Linked DNA regions of Mus musculus: regions 1 and 2 are each linked to region 3. The links are chromatin contacts, called in public Hi-C and HiChIP or PLAC-seq maps. All regions are on one chromosome and are shown on one strand. The core of a region is the stretch at or near the end of the contact, and the rest is flanking DNA. Distances in the headings are between cores, read along the strand shown. Region 1 has its middle 22 kb from the start of Gm39895. Region 2 overlaps D430041D05Rik (RIKEN cDNA D430041D05 gene). Region 3 holds the start of A930018P22Rik (RIKEN cDNA A930018P22 gene).

What was found. A called contact is a pair of places that touch in the nucleus more often than the background predicts. HiChIP or PLAC-seq counts read pairs in DNA pulled down with a chosen protein or histone mark.
Region 1: a Hi-C map of cortical neurons shows a contact between it and region 3, with 3 times the contacts expected there. The contact joins the enhancer-like site here to the promoter of A930018P22Rik in region 3. A contact is called at or near these places in 3 of 39 promoter capture datasets (fetal liver, liver and stem cell-derived epiblast-like cells), 11 of 484 Hi-C or Micro-C datasets (the G1E-ER4 cell line, adipose-derived mesenchymal stem cells, cerebral cortex and 6 more) and 3 of 115 datasets of contacts at active chromatin or transcription factors (embryonic stem cells, epiblast stem cells and fetal liver).
Region 2: an H3K4me3 HiChIP or PLAC-seq map of neural tube shows a contact between it and region 3, with 3 times the contacts expected there. The contact joins the enhancer-like site here to the promoter of A930018P22Rik in region 3. A contact is called at or near these places in 11 of 39 promoter capture datasets (the 3T3-L1 cell line, 3T3-L1-derived adipocytes, the C10 cell line and 5 more), 4 of 15 datasets of contacts at CTCF or cohesin (embryonic stem cells and pro-B cells), 10 of 484 Hi-C or Micro-C datasets (CD4 T cells, the N1E-115 cell line, cerebral cortex and 3 more), 13 of 115 datasets of contacts at active chromatin or transcription factors (astrocytes, bone marrow-derived dendritic cells, differentiating embryonic stem cells and 5 more) and 3 of 9 other capture datasets (embryonic stem cells, liver and pancreatic islet).

The regions. Positions count from the first base shown.
Region 1 is chr2:103,870,406-103,874,356 of GRCm38.p6, forward strand. No RefSeq gene overlaps it. Among named protein-coding and RNA genes, the nearest start is that of Gm39895, 22 kb to the right of the region's middle. Within about 2 kb of position 1,751, at least 22 of the 459 cell types and tissues checked have an H3K27ac peak or open chromatin away from gene starts, as enhancers often do. A contact at or near this core is called in the G1E-ER4 cell line and cortical neurons, where this site is marked.
Region 2 is chr2:104,366,861-104,371,098 of GRCm38.p6, forward strand. The region is part of intron 1 of D430041D05Rik (RIKEN cDNA D430041D05 gene); the gene reads right to left. Among named protein-coding and RNA genes, the nearest start is that of D430041D05Rik, 42 kb to the right of the region's middle. Within about 2 kb of position 1,256, at least 50 of the 459 cell types and tissues checked have an H3K27ac peak or open chromatin away from gene starts, as enhancers often do. A contact at or near this core is called in cerebral cortex, embryonic forebrain, neural tube and 1 more, where this site is marked.
Region 3 is chr2:104,120,321-104,124,709 of GRCm38.p6, forward strand. It overlaps A930018P22Rik (RIKEN cDNA A930018P22 gene), which reads left to right and starts at 2,449. Exons shown (of 2, transcript NM_026634.2): 1 at 2,449-3,009; 2 at 4,169-4,389. The coding sequence starts at 2,511. The coding sequence ends at 4,254.

The DNA.
Region 1 (3,951 bases), core at 501-3,000, 250 kb before region 3:
AGTTACCCTCCCTAAGTGTTAACATGGGTTACACATTTATAATAACCTTATGAATACAGTACACTCCCCTACAATATGTGCTCTATGGCTTTATTTAAAATATTATTTATCTATTTATTTATTATTTTTCAAGACAGGGTCTCTCTGTGTAGCCCTGGCTGTTCTGGAACTCGCTCTGAAGACCAGGCTGACAAATAGTTATTTCTTTTATTTTATGTGTTTGATTATTTTGCCTGCACGTATGTTTGTATGTACACTGTATGCATGTTTGGTGCCAAGAGAGGTCAGAAGAGGACATCAGATCTTCTGGAACTGGATTTAGGAATGGTTGTGAGACACCTCAAGGGTGCTGAGAACTGAACCCAGTAACTCTGAGGAGGCAACAAGTGCTTGTACCTAAGAGCCATCTATCTCTCCAACCCCTGTGGTTATTATTATTGTTGTTGTTATTATTATTATTGTTATTATTACTACTTTGTTTTTGAGATGGGGTCTGACTCTGTAGTCCTGGATGTCTTGGGACTTGGTATACAGACCAGGCTGGCCTCAAACATCAACCTGCCTCTGCCCTCCGAGTTCTGAGATTAACAGTGTGTGCACCGAGCCTCATGACGTATCTTTATGTTCTGCGGATGGGTGTTTTGCCTGCTTGTATGTCTATGTACCACATGCACTCCTGGTGCTCTCGGGAGCCAGAAGAGGGAGACGAATCCCCTTGAACTGGAGTCACAGACACTTGAGCTGTCACATGGGTGCTGGGCATTGCACCTGGGACCTCGGCAGGAGCAGCAAGTGCTCTTATCTATAGAGTCATCTTTCCAGCCCCATTGCTTTAAACTTTGTATAAATGCTCACTGAGGAAACCCTGAAGAACACATAGAGATATAACAGCCACTCCAACAGGTCAATACTACTAATATTTTGGTGCCTTTTTGAGTGTTTTTTTTCTTCCTTCTCAAGTGTTCTATCTTTTTAATAGGACATCATGTTACAATCTATTTTTAAAAAGTAATCTTGGCATTAAACTGTGATCCTTTCTCTGTGGACAAACTGTCTCTTAAAATACATATTCTTGTAGAAGTAGCCACACCCTGGGTCAGATCATTTATTACTTAAAATTACTTCAAACCATTTTTTTTTTTAAATTGGAGGGTGGAGTGGGAGGAGGGATTGCCTGTGCCTGCTAGACTTGGGAAGCATGACACACAACATCTCAGAAAATGAACAGCCTCCATCAGCAGGCAGATGGCTCTGAGGCGCTCTCCTGAAAAGAATCCCCTCACGTTGATTAGATCAATGTTCTCTGAGCTAATTTGGCACTGTGGAACCATTTATCCTCACGGCTCCTGCTAGTGTCTTGGGCTCATTTGAGGAAACATTGTTGCAGGCTCATGGCTCTTAGGAGTAGGGGACAGCTCTTCATCACTGTGTTGTTCCCACACGGCTTTACAACTGGGCTTATTAGAAATTATGAAAAGTAAGTTTAGATTGACGAAGCCACTTCCTGACCAACAGCCACACACAAATGTGACTTGGGGGCCAAGGGTAGCGACCGAGGCTGTGCTCCAAAGGGTGCCTCTCAGTGTCGTGCTAATTGGTCCCTCTGGGGATGAGCCTGTGAACTCAGTCTCATTAGCACAGCACAAGTGCACAAAACAGCTGAGTTAGTTTGTCTGGAGCCCCTGACAGTCTTTTCTTACCCTGATTCTCGTGCTGTCCTCCAGGTGGCGATGCTGGTTTGTCATCTCCTGAGATCCCAAAGCCTGAGCCAAGAGCCTGAAGGCAAGGGAGACACTGAGACCGGCAGCATCAGAGGTGCGGGCAGGGATGGGGACACACACAGCTGCTAGCTCTGTAATTGCACATCCTCATGCACTGGGTGTCCAGGCACAGGCAGGATTTTTGATAAATCAGTAAGCCAAGAAAAAAAAAATGCTGTTAGCCTTTATCAGCAACGTTCCAGGTGTGTGTGTGTGTGTGTGTGTGTGTGTGTGTGTGTGTGTGTGTGGTGTGTACAGGCATGTGCATGAACAAATGTGTCACAGCACATGTATGAAGGCCAGAAGACACTCGAGGGAGTTGGTTCTCTCTGTATAGCATGTTGGCTCCTGGGATTGAACTCACATTCTCAGGCATGGTGACAGATGTGTCATCTTGCTAGTCATTTCTTTAGCTGGACCTGATAGAACACCAGGGCTCCCTTCTTGGTTAACGATCTGCTAAATAAATTGCATGCCCTTGTGTTTTCATGGGTGGTTGGTTCTAGTACTTGCTGGATATACTCATGTATACTCAGGTCTTTTTTGTTTGTTTGTTTGTTTTTGTTTGGTTTTTGGTTTTTGGATTTTGGTGTTTTCTGGTTTTTCGAGACAGGGTTTCTCTGTATAGCCCTGGCTGTCCTGGAACTCACTTTACAGACCAGGCTGGCCTCGAACTCAGAAATCCGCCTACCTCTGCCTCCCGAGTGCTGGGATTAAATGCGTGTGCCACCACGCCTGGCTTATACTCAGGTCTTTATGTAGAGAGGCATAGCGTTTCTATATAACCAGTGCATGTCCTCTGTGTACTTTGTACTTCAAATCACCTCTACTACAGAATACAATTGTAAATAATGATTTTTTTTAAAGTTCACCATTTTGTGTTGATATTTTTGTTGTTGTTGTTGTTTGTTTGCTTGCTTTTGAGACATATTTCTCTATGTAGTCCTGGCTCTCCTGGAACTCACTCTGCAGACCAGGTTGGCCTGGAATTCAGAAATCCCCCTGCTTCTGCCTCCTGAGTGTTGGGACTAAAGGTGTGCACCATCACTGCCAGGCTTGATATAATTTTTTTTTAAAGATTTATTTATTCATTATATGTAAGTACACTGTAGCTGTCTTCAGACACTCCAGAAGAGGGCGTCAGATCCTGTTACAGATAGTTGTGAGCCACCATGTGGTTGCTGGGATTTGAACTCCTGACCTTTGGAAGAGCAGTCGGGTGCTCTTACCCACTGAGCCATCTCACCAGCCCTATAATTTTTATATATCTTTTAAGATACAAAGTTTCACTATCTCAGGCTGGTTTCAAGCTAACCATGGAGGTGAGGATGATGTTGAACTCTTTGTCTTCTTACCTCTCCCTCCTGCGTGCTGGGTCACAGGACTGCACAACCTATGTGATCTATGTGATGCTGGGGAGGAACTCAGTGCCTTCATCCCTGACACACCGCACATGCTCCGCTCTCCCGGTCCTTCGTAGCATCCATTTTTCCCCCAAATATTTTTAATAGGTTGGAACTGAGGTTGTGGGACACACAAGTATAGGGCTGACTATAATTAATTATAGCTCTGGGTTATAGTTGTTAGAATTACAACTTGGGTGGTACAGGGTTTTTAATGCCTCTTATCTTTCTATGCCTGGTAGACATTATGTAATATTGGCATATCCAAAACTGAATGGATCTGAAGCCATAAGACTGAGAGACTTGAGAACCAATATTCTGTTACAGGATGGTCACTTAGAAACACGTGGACATTCTTTTTAAAAACACACATATCCCCCTAGTGAATGACACATTTCTTCTTCTTCTTTTTTTTTTAATCATTTTTAACTGTGCAAGTGCTGGTACTCACAGAGACCGGAGGTGTTGGGTCTCCCCAGAGCTGGGGTTAAGGTCATTTGACAGATGCTAGTACTCAGGGCTTCTTCAGTACATAGTCTTAACTGCTGAGCCATCTCTCCAGTACCAGAACTGTGCATTTCTTGAGGGAAAGATTTCTTCCCTTCATTTCTTTATTCATGGGGCTAGCAATGTACCCATAACCTGATAAAACTTAAGCAACTGAGTGAATGGGAGATACTTCTGACAGAGAGTTAGGAGGCTGTCTGTCCCACAGTGCAGACACAGACAGCAGCCCCTGCAGGCAGAAGTCTCTCATGGAGGCTGGTCTCTCAATAAAGAGCATCAAA
Region 2 (4,238 bases), core at 6-2,505, 250 kb after region 3:
CAAGAGGCTCCGGACTTCATCTCCAGTCTACGAAAATAACCAAGTTAGCCTTAAAGCCTACCTGAGCTGTCCAACAAGCATCTACAAGGTAAAATGCAGTTCAGCAAGCAAGATGGCTCAGCCGATAAAGGACTTGCTGTATCGACAAACCTGACTACCTGAGGTTGATCACTGGAACCTACATGAAGGTGGAAGGTGAGAAGCCAACTCGAGAAAGTTGTCCTCTGACCCCCACATATGCCTCGTGACGCATGCATACCCATAGTCTCATGCATGCTCACGCTCATGCACGCGAGCACGCACACACACTACACACACACACACACACACACACACACACACACACTACACACTCATACATTAAAATGTAGTTTAAACAAATTTAAGTGCCATTCAGTTGTATTAGCCACATTTTAAAGTTGTCACCTACGTGCTAGTGTCTATCACACTGGGAAGAGCAGATATGCACTACTTCCAGCAGGATGCAGGAAATTCTCAGGAAGTGCAGTTACACAGCATTCTTTCTCTGAGTGTGTGACCTCTGGTGTCCCCTGGCAGAATCACAAGTGTGTCCACAATGAACAGATGAATGGGTTTCCTGAATAGAACACTCTGGATTTGTATTGTCTCATAACCCAGCTGGCATCCAGCTGCAGACAGAGTCAAAATGACTCTCACATCTACTGGCCACACATGGTGGGTAACAGTTGCTCTGCTTCAATTTCCTTCTTCATAAAGTAACGATTAACAAATAATCACCCACTATTTATCTTGGATGGGGATGATTTATCAAGGCGGGGTGGGGCTACAGAAATTATGGGATCCCAAAGAAGAGCACTTGAAGATTGGGAACAGCTGCCTACTAACAGCATGCTATTTACATTCGCATTTCCAGGCCTTCCTCAAGAGCTGAAATCAAATCTAAGGCAGGTATAATACATGGGACTCTGCTGATAATCAGCCGACATTCCAGAAAACGTCCTGCAGGAGAAGGCAGTGAACCACAGCATGGAGGGCTTCCCAGGCACCTACTCAGGGGTGGCCACTCAGCCTCTGGGATCTGAGGCTGGCTGCAGCTTGAAAAAAAAGGGGGGGTGTTCTTTAAAGACAGACAGAGTCGTGTTTGCCAGCTTCTCTTTGGCCCATTTCCATGGCAACAGTATAAAGAAAGAAATTCGTGGACATGAGGGTCCTGTCTCAGGCTTTGACTCGTCATGTAGCTTCAAGGGACAAAAGGACTGTGCCAGCATACGCAGTGTGAGCCAGGAAGAAAAGACAGATGGGGATGTGTCTTTCCACTGCAGTAGCCAATAGAGAAGTTGTTGGCCAAAATCTGAAGGCGAATGCTCACATTCAATTCACACCCTCCACTTGAGCAGGACACTAGCTCCCTTTCTAGCTACAGGCTTGGGTAATGCTCTTGCTTTCTACATGTAGGTCGGGGTAGGCAAAGAAACACACACACACACACACACACACACACTACACACACAGAGGCCTAATAAATAAACACAAAATGAAACCTATTTTCTCTGCTTGCAATCAAAGAATTGTACATGAAAACAAAATTATAATATTATTTCAATTGTCAGACCAACAAAGGCCTTTTGTTGTCTGGGTGGAAGGGGCCAGTTCTTTTATTGGTATATATTAATTACACACAATAATGGGCATGGTGATAACATTTTTATGTGTGTGTATAACTTTGATCATGTTTATCTCCTCATTGCCCTCTTTTGACCTCTTCCCCATTCTGATCCCTGTCTCCTTCCAACCTCACCCTTTTCTTCCTGAATATCTGCTTGAGTTTGGTTTCCCTTGGTGTTTTGGTAACCCAGGGAATTCCGCTGAGGTTGCCTACAGACACAAGAGCAATTCACCACCAGCTTCATCTCTGAAGGAAAGTCTCTGCCTCTTCCAGCAAGCACTGGCTGCCTGTATCTCCTCAGGGAGAGGTGGGCATGTGAGCTTGTACCTGCTTGCATTTTAACAACAGCCAGCACTACTAACATGTAGAGAAATGGGCTGTCCTCTGCACTGCTCACGTAACACAAAGGATTACTTCATAGGTGTATCCAAACCTTAAAAATGTGCCCCACCCCAACCCCCAATCCAATAACTCTCTTCCAGGAATAACCAGAAATAAAACTAGCAATTTATATGAAAGGCTTCCATCAGATATATTTATAGTAAGGGTAAAGAGAAGTCCTCTATAAAAATCCATCAATAAGAGGAAGGGTAAATGAGCTACATTGCCTGGGAGATATATTGTGTGTCATTGTTCTAAAGCTTCTTTTACAAGATTATTGATCATCCATGGAATATTCATTTCCTAAATTACCATATTATAGAATAATATAATTCTGTGTTAGATCCATATGGCATACAGTTTAATTTTTTACTCTGAAGGCACTTAAGAACACCGCAGGAATAATCCATAATGATGATCCACATGGCTGGGAACTATGATTTTAATAGACTCCTAGACTGGTGGCTAATTCAAAGTGGCAATTAATAAAAACACTCAGTGGTCGATTCGCTGAATTAAGAAATGATGACATCACAGAGGCTTTGCCAATGGCTCGCTGAGTTTTCTAGGACACTTCCGGGAAATTTAAAAGAGTCTCTGTTTCCATAAGGATCCAGATCCAGAAATTTGTTGTTATGAATATGAACATCCTACCTAGAAACTGGATGCACAATACTCTCTCCCTCTGCAGCAAGACAAAGGACAAGGCAGAGAGAAACACAACTCGAGCCTCAGTGGTGCAGGGTTCATGCCCACAGGGCCCTCCAAAGACATTAAGGTTTTCACTGTATGGGTCACTTTCTTTGTATATCTAGGACCTAAAACAGGACCAGGCCTGTTGATACAAACAAACATTTAAGTGATCAATAAGTAAAGGTAAATTCATAAATTATATTATACCTTTTATTTAAAATCAGAAATTTTAAATTTGCATATTTTCTACATGAATGCATGACACATCTTCTAGAAGTGATTACTATAAACCTAGCAAAAGTCGTGCTTTAGAAATGACTCCTAAAAGAACAGAGGTATGTGTGTGTGTGTGTTGCATGTTTGAATATGTATGTGTGCAAAAGCCAGAGTTTACATCAGATATCTTCCTCGATCTCACTTGAACCCAGAGCCAGAAAGCCAGTTTGCAGCTAGATTGGGGATCTCTGTCCCCTGCCTCCTGCACACTGTGATTGCATATAGCTGGGCTGCCATTCCCACTCAGCACTCAGGGTCCTAGGGGATTTGAACTCCAGTCTTCACAATTGTGTAGCAAGTGCTTTACCTGCCGAGCCATCTCACCAGCTCAGCTTCCTAAAAGATGACTAAAAGGCTCCTGAGCTGCAATAAGCTTTGGGATGGACTAAGAGAATATGGTTTCATAGCTGCCAAGCTTTGTGGATTTGGGGACGGACGGGGTGTTTCTCTTCGGCAAGTGGATAACTGCTTCACATTTCTTTTAACCATCTCAAAAGAAAATGTTCTCCAATGGGATGCTTACGAGGTTTATAGTCCCCAGAGTTGACTCTGGGAAGTCTTAATTTTATTATGTCCCCTCTTGTGTTTTGTTTTTAAGGCCAGGTCCCACTGAATATTCCAAGTTGACTCTGAACTCATCATTCTTCCTCCATGGGCTCCCAAGGTGCTGGGATTTCTTAAACAGTATGTTCAGTTTTGTTTGCATGTATGCCTGAGCATGACATGTGTGCTCAGTGCCCATGGAGGCCAGGCTAGAGAAGGCATCAAATCCCATGGAACTGGAGTTATAGATGGCTAAGAGCTGCCACATGGGTGCTGGGGATTGAACCCAGGTCCTCTGGAAGAGCAGCTAGTAGGGCTCTTAACCACTGAGCCATCTCTTCAGCCCCAAGTACTGGGATTAGAAGCAAGCATCACCACACCCTGCCTCTTGGAAAGACCTTCAAATACACCAGTCTCATGTATCTCCCTAGTAGTGGGATTAATACACTGCTTAGGACGATTTCAGAGTCAGATCTCCCAGCATCAAATCCCAGCACCGCCACACACTAGAGCCTGAGCAAGTTAATTCAGTTCCTCTGCACCTCGGCTTCCTTGTTTGTAAAAAAAGGAGAGACTGAGCACACAGCTGATCTTGTAATGAATCACTACGTGTTCATGGTTGGACTAACACCTAATCAGTCCTCACTATATTTCAACCAGTTAAGAAGTCACAGTTACACGTTGGAGAGGCAGCTGC
Region 3 (4,389 bases), core at 1,199-3,698:
TGTATATTCTGGTTGGATCTGGATCTTGTAACCAGAAAGTGTTACAAGAATGAATGTGAGCTGCAAGAGGAACGGGGAAAGCCAGAGTTTATTTTCTCCAGCCTCTGTGGGTGAAGGAAGCAAAGGAAAAGGATTGGGATCGCACCACACCGTCACTGGGACACCAAGCAGCAGCACCTGCTGGCCACCGGCCGCACTGTCCATCCTGCCCCACTATAGGGCTCCGCACTTTCCAGATGTAATTCTCAAGCTTTCAGTTCTGTTAAGGTTGCCATACAGGCTTTGCTTTAGGCTGGGTAGACTTCAGCTGGTGGTGCTATTTTTGGAGTTTCTGGAAACCATGGGGCATGGAGCCTAGCTGGAGAAAGCCAACCAAAGTCAGCACAACTTTTTGTTTTCAGTTGATGAGGTTTCCATGGGTGTCTGGGCTTCCAGCTGCCTTTATACTCTACTCCACTGGCCTCACTCTCAAACTTCAAGTTTGTTAACTTGATAATTTTATTTTATTTTATTTTTTGCTACCTCCACAAATACATCTACCTAGAAAACAAACATAAAGGCTGGACTGCATTTTTGAGAACGTTTTTCTGAAATACTGGGAACTGAGAAGGAGATGGGAGTACCCCAGCCCTCATGTCCACACCAGCACAATGGTTAATTCAGATTAGTAATAAAAGGCTGTTTTGTGTTTCTTAGAATAGCATGGCCCTTAGATTATGGCACAAACAACCTCCAGAAAGAGCCAGCCTGCTGCCAGGAAGAGGGACTTGAAGATCAGAGGCCAGGAAGACAGCCGTAGCCTTGCCATGGTGGGACACAGAGTCCCTTATAAAAACAGGTTCTTGATGTCACAGATGAAAGAATTTTAAAAGCAAGACACAAAAGGGAACTTGAGGGCAATGTATTGGAGTTAGAAAGAGAAAACAACAGGTCATGCAGCGGGAGGGAAAGATGCCCTCTTTGGTTCACAAGCCAGAATGTGCCCATGTTCACCAGCGACCATCTGCAAGCAACTAGATGAGGGGCAGATGATGACATATATAAATATTTCACTAACGGGAAAGCTGCTCTTGAGCACACCTACTTTATATTTCATCATTTAGCTCAGGTTCCTCTTGTTTGAGTAATAAAATATCCTTTGCTCTTTGATGCAGGAGGTGGAGGAGGGGCTCAGACCTATTTTACAAACAACTAAACAGTGCTATTGAAATGGGTTAGTCCGGTACGAGCATTGAGTGCTCCTGCAGAAGACCCTGATCTGATACAGTCTCCGGCACCCATATCCTCCTGACCTCTGTGGGCATCTGAGTGCACACACACACACACACTCATGGTTCCACACACAATAAAACTTAAAAAGGAAAAGAGAGAAAACATGTACATGTCCAGCGACATGCTAGGCATGGTGATGCTCGTCTCTGACGCCTGCCAGGTAAGAGAGACAAGAGGATTGCTGGAATTATGTGGCCGACCACATGGGAAGTTCTAATCCAACTTGGGTTACACAAAAGCAAACAACCAGCCTCTCCTCCAAGTCAAACTGCTTGCCCAAGACTAGCAGTCTGGATATCAGACTCCATCTTTTGCTGCCCCACCCCATGTATTTAGCACATATCTGTATACACAAGTTCGCTCACGGAGCTGAGCCTGCGCTTCCATGACCTCCAACCCTCCCTGCTCATTCCTGCAGGTGATCATTAAAAGAGTAAGCAGCCTGAAGGAAATTGACTTCTCCTTAGTTACTGGCTCATAGTTCATAAAAATGAGCTGTACATGTCTCTTGGACAGAACATCCAGTTCTCAGGGATGGGTGTGGTGTTTGAGGTGGGCCCCATAATTTCCTTTTGGTGTTTTGCTGCCTGTCAGCTCCTGATAACTTATGTGTTCAGAAGAGAATTAAACTGCATTTCATAAAAAAAAAAAAAAAAAGTTGTTTGCCTCAGGGTCATTACAAACTCAGACTGCTTCCCCATTTCCAGAATATTCCATAGCATCTCTACATTTACCAGAAAAATTTCCTTTTCTCCCTCTGTAGAGAATGAAGTCAGCCACACATTTTTTTTCAGTTTCTAAATAATGAGTCAAGATTGCTAGGACAAAGGGTCTGGTTGTTAGGAAATATTTTCCACTCCCTGATAAAAGGAGAAAGCTGAATTTCTCTCTCAGCCTCGGCCAACTCTGTGTGCAGTATTAGCAGCAGAAAAGAATTGAAGGCTTCTGGGAGGAGTCTAGGGCCCGAGACTAAAGTGTGCCTGGGCTATTTTGGGGCGGGTAGTGCAGGGCAGCAGCTGCACCAAAAGAGGTCAAGGACGATAGCTTTGCCCGAAGCTGACTCGTGGGGCGGGGCCTCTGCTCTCCAGAGCTCCGCCTCCTAGGGGCGTAGCTAGAGCGAAGGGTGGGGCCACGCTCCGTCGGGGCGGGGCCTGTGGAATCTCCGAACTCCTAGACACGGGGCTTTGGCGCGCGTCTCCCGGCGCGGGGTTCCTCTCACGCAGCCTCCCATTCAAAAGATGCCGAAGGGGCGGCGCGGCAGCCAGAACCCCAAGATGAGCCAGCGGCCGGCCCCGCCCCTCTACTTTCCGTCGCTCTACGACCGGGGCATCTCGTCGTCTCCGCTGAGCGATTTTAACATCTGGAAGAAGCTCTTCGTGCCGCTGAAGGCGGGCGGGACGCCGGCGGCCGGGGTGGCAGGAGTAGCGGGGGTCCGATCCCTGCCTCTGGCACCCCCAGCTACGGTGCCGCCGCCGCCGCCTGGCCTGGGTCCCCCCAGCGAGCGCCCGTGTCCTCCTCCCTGGCCGTCCGGCCTGGCTTCTATTCCCTACGAGCCTCTGCGCTTCTTCTACTCGCCGCCTCCAGGCCCCGAGATGGCAACTTCGGCCCTGGTCCCCGGCTCCACGACCCCCTGGCTCGCATCCGCCTCCCACCCTGAGGAGCTGTGCGAGCTAGAGATCCGGATTAAGGAGCTGGAGCTGCTCACAATCACTGGGGACGGCTTCGACTCCCAGCGCTGTGCGTGACTGCCAAACGAGCCCAATCCTAGCTGCCTTAATTGCCCCCTAGAGTCAGGCAACAGAATGTGACCCCAGCCCTAGGAGTTCCACCCCCAAATATCTGTCCTCCAGAGGTTCAGACCCCCACGTGCTGAATTTCAACCGACCCCTGCCTCCCCACACACCTGAGCTATTCAAGCCCTTTAGTTTTAAACCCTTAGGGGCTAGCCCTTGAAGTAATTTGACACTGACTCTTCACACCTGAAGCACACTCTTCTTAAATTTAGCAGTCCTACACAGTAAGACCACATTTCTGTAATCTAGAGCTCCACCCACAACAGGCTCCCTATCTCTAGAGACATTAATCTTCAGTATTCAAATCTTAAGCTGGGTCTGTGGGTGGAAGGAGATCATAAGAATCGCCCAGACCTTGAAGCCCCACAGTCATTCACTGAGGAGCCTTGGCCTCTGCCCTTCCCTGGGCCCCAAACCCTCGGACAAGATCTTGGACTTTGACATCTGGTCTAAAGTCTGAGGTTTTGGGGATCCACATCAGAGCAGAACAAGTGCTGATGTAAGCAGGAATCCTCTGGTATATGAACAGATGCCTCTCTAGCGGACAGTAAGGCAGTTAGAGCCAGCCATATTTCCAGAAGGACTAATTAAATTGCTCAGGAATTAGTAGCCTGAGGCTATCCTGATTCACCCCCTGTTCTAAGGCTTGAATTGGACTATTAGAGGAAGGCACATGGCTCTGGAAAGATAATTTCACCTCTGCAGCACAACAGGTTAAATTGGTCCTCTCTGCCACATAGTGGGGTGAAGTATGAAAAAAAAGATACACGTAGGTATGCATGGTCATTGGGATGCTCTCTAATTCATCTCTGCAGGAGACATACATAGCCGCGGGAGGAAAAAGTCCCCAGAAATGGCCTTTTCAGATGTGTGAGTTAGATAAGGTTGGGCTTCTAGGAGATTTTAGGGTCGTGCATAATTACTTCTCAGAATCTTGCTCTGGAAGTTAGTAAATTGCTTCTCAGGGTGTAGATGGTACATGCCTGGAATCCCAGTACTTAGGAGGCTGAGGCGGAGGGATCAAGAGTTCCAGAGCCACCTGGAGCTATATAGGAAGACCCTGAAAACCCAGCCACAGCTGAGTCTGTTTTGCTCTCCTACAGATAAATTCCTGAAGGCGCTGAAAGATGAAAAATTACAAGGACTGAAGATGAGCAGGCAACCTGGAAAGTCGGCCTCCTGCTCCTGAGGAGCTGCCCCCCACGCCCCCCGGAGCTGGGCAGCTGCCTCCTTAGGTGTTAGTGCTTAGATAATGTGTCCTAGTTGTTGTCATTTCAAAGATGGTTATTTTCTGTTCTGTATTTACTACTGTTATCATTGCTCT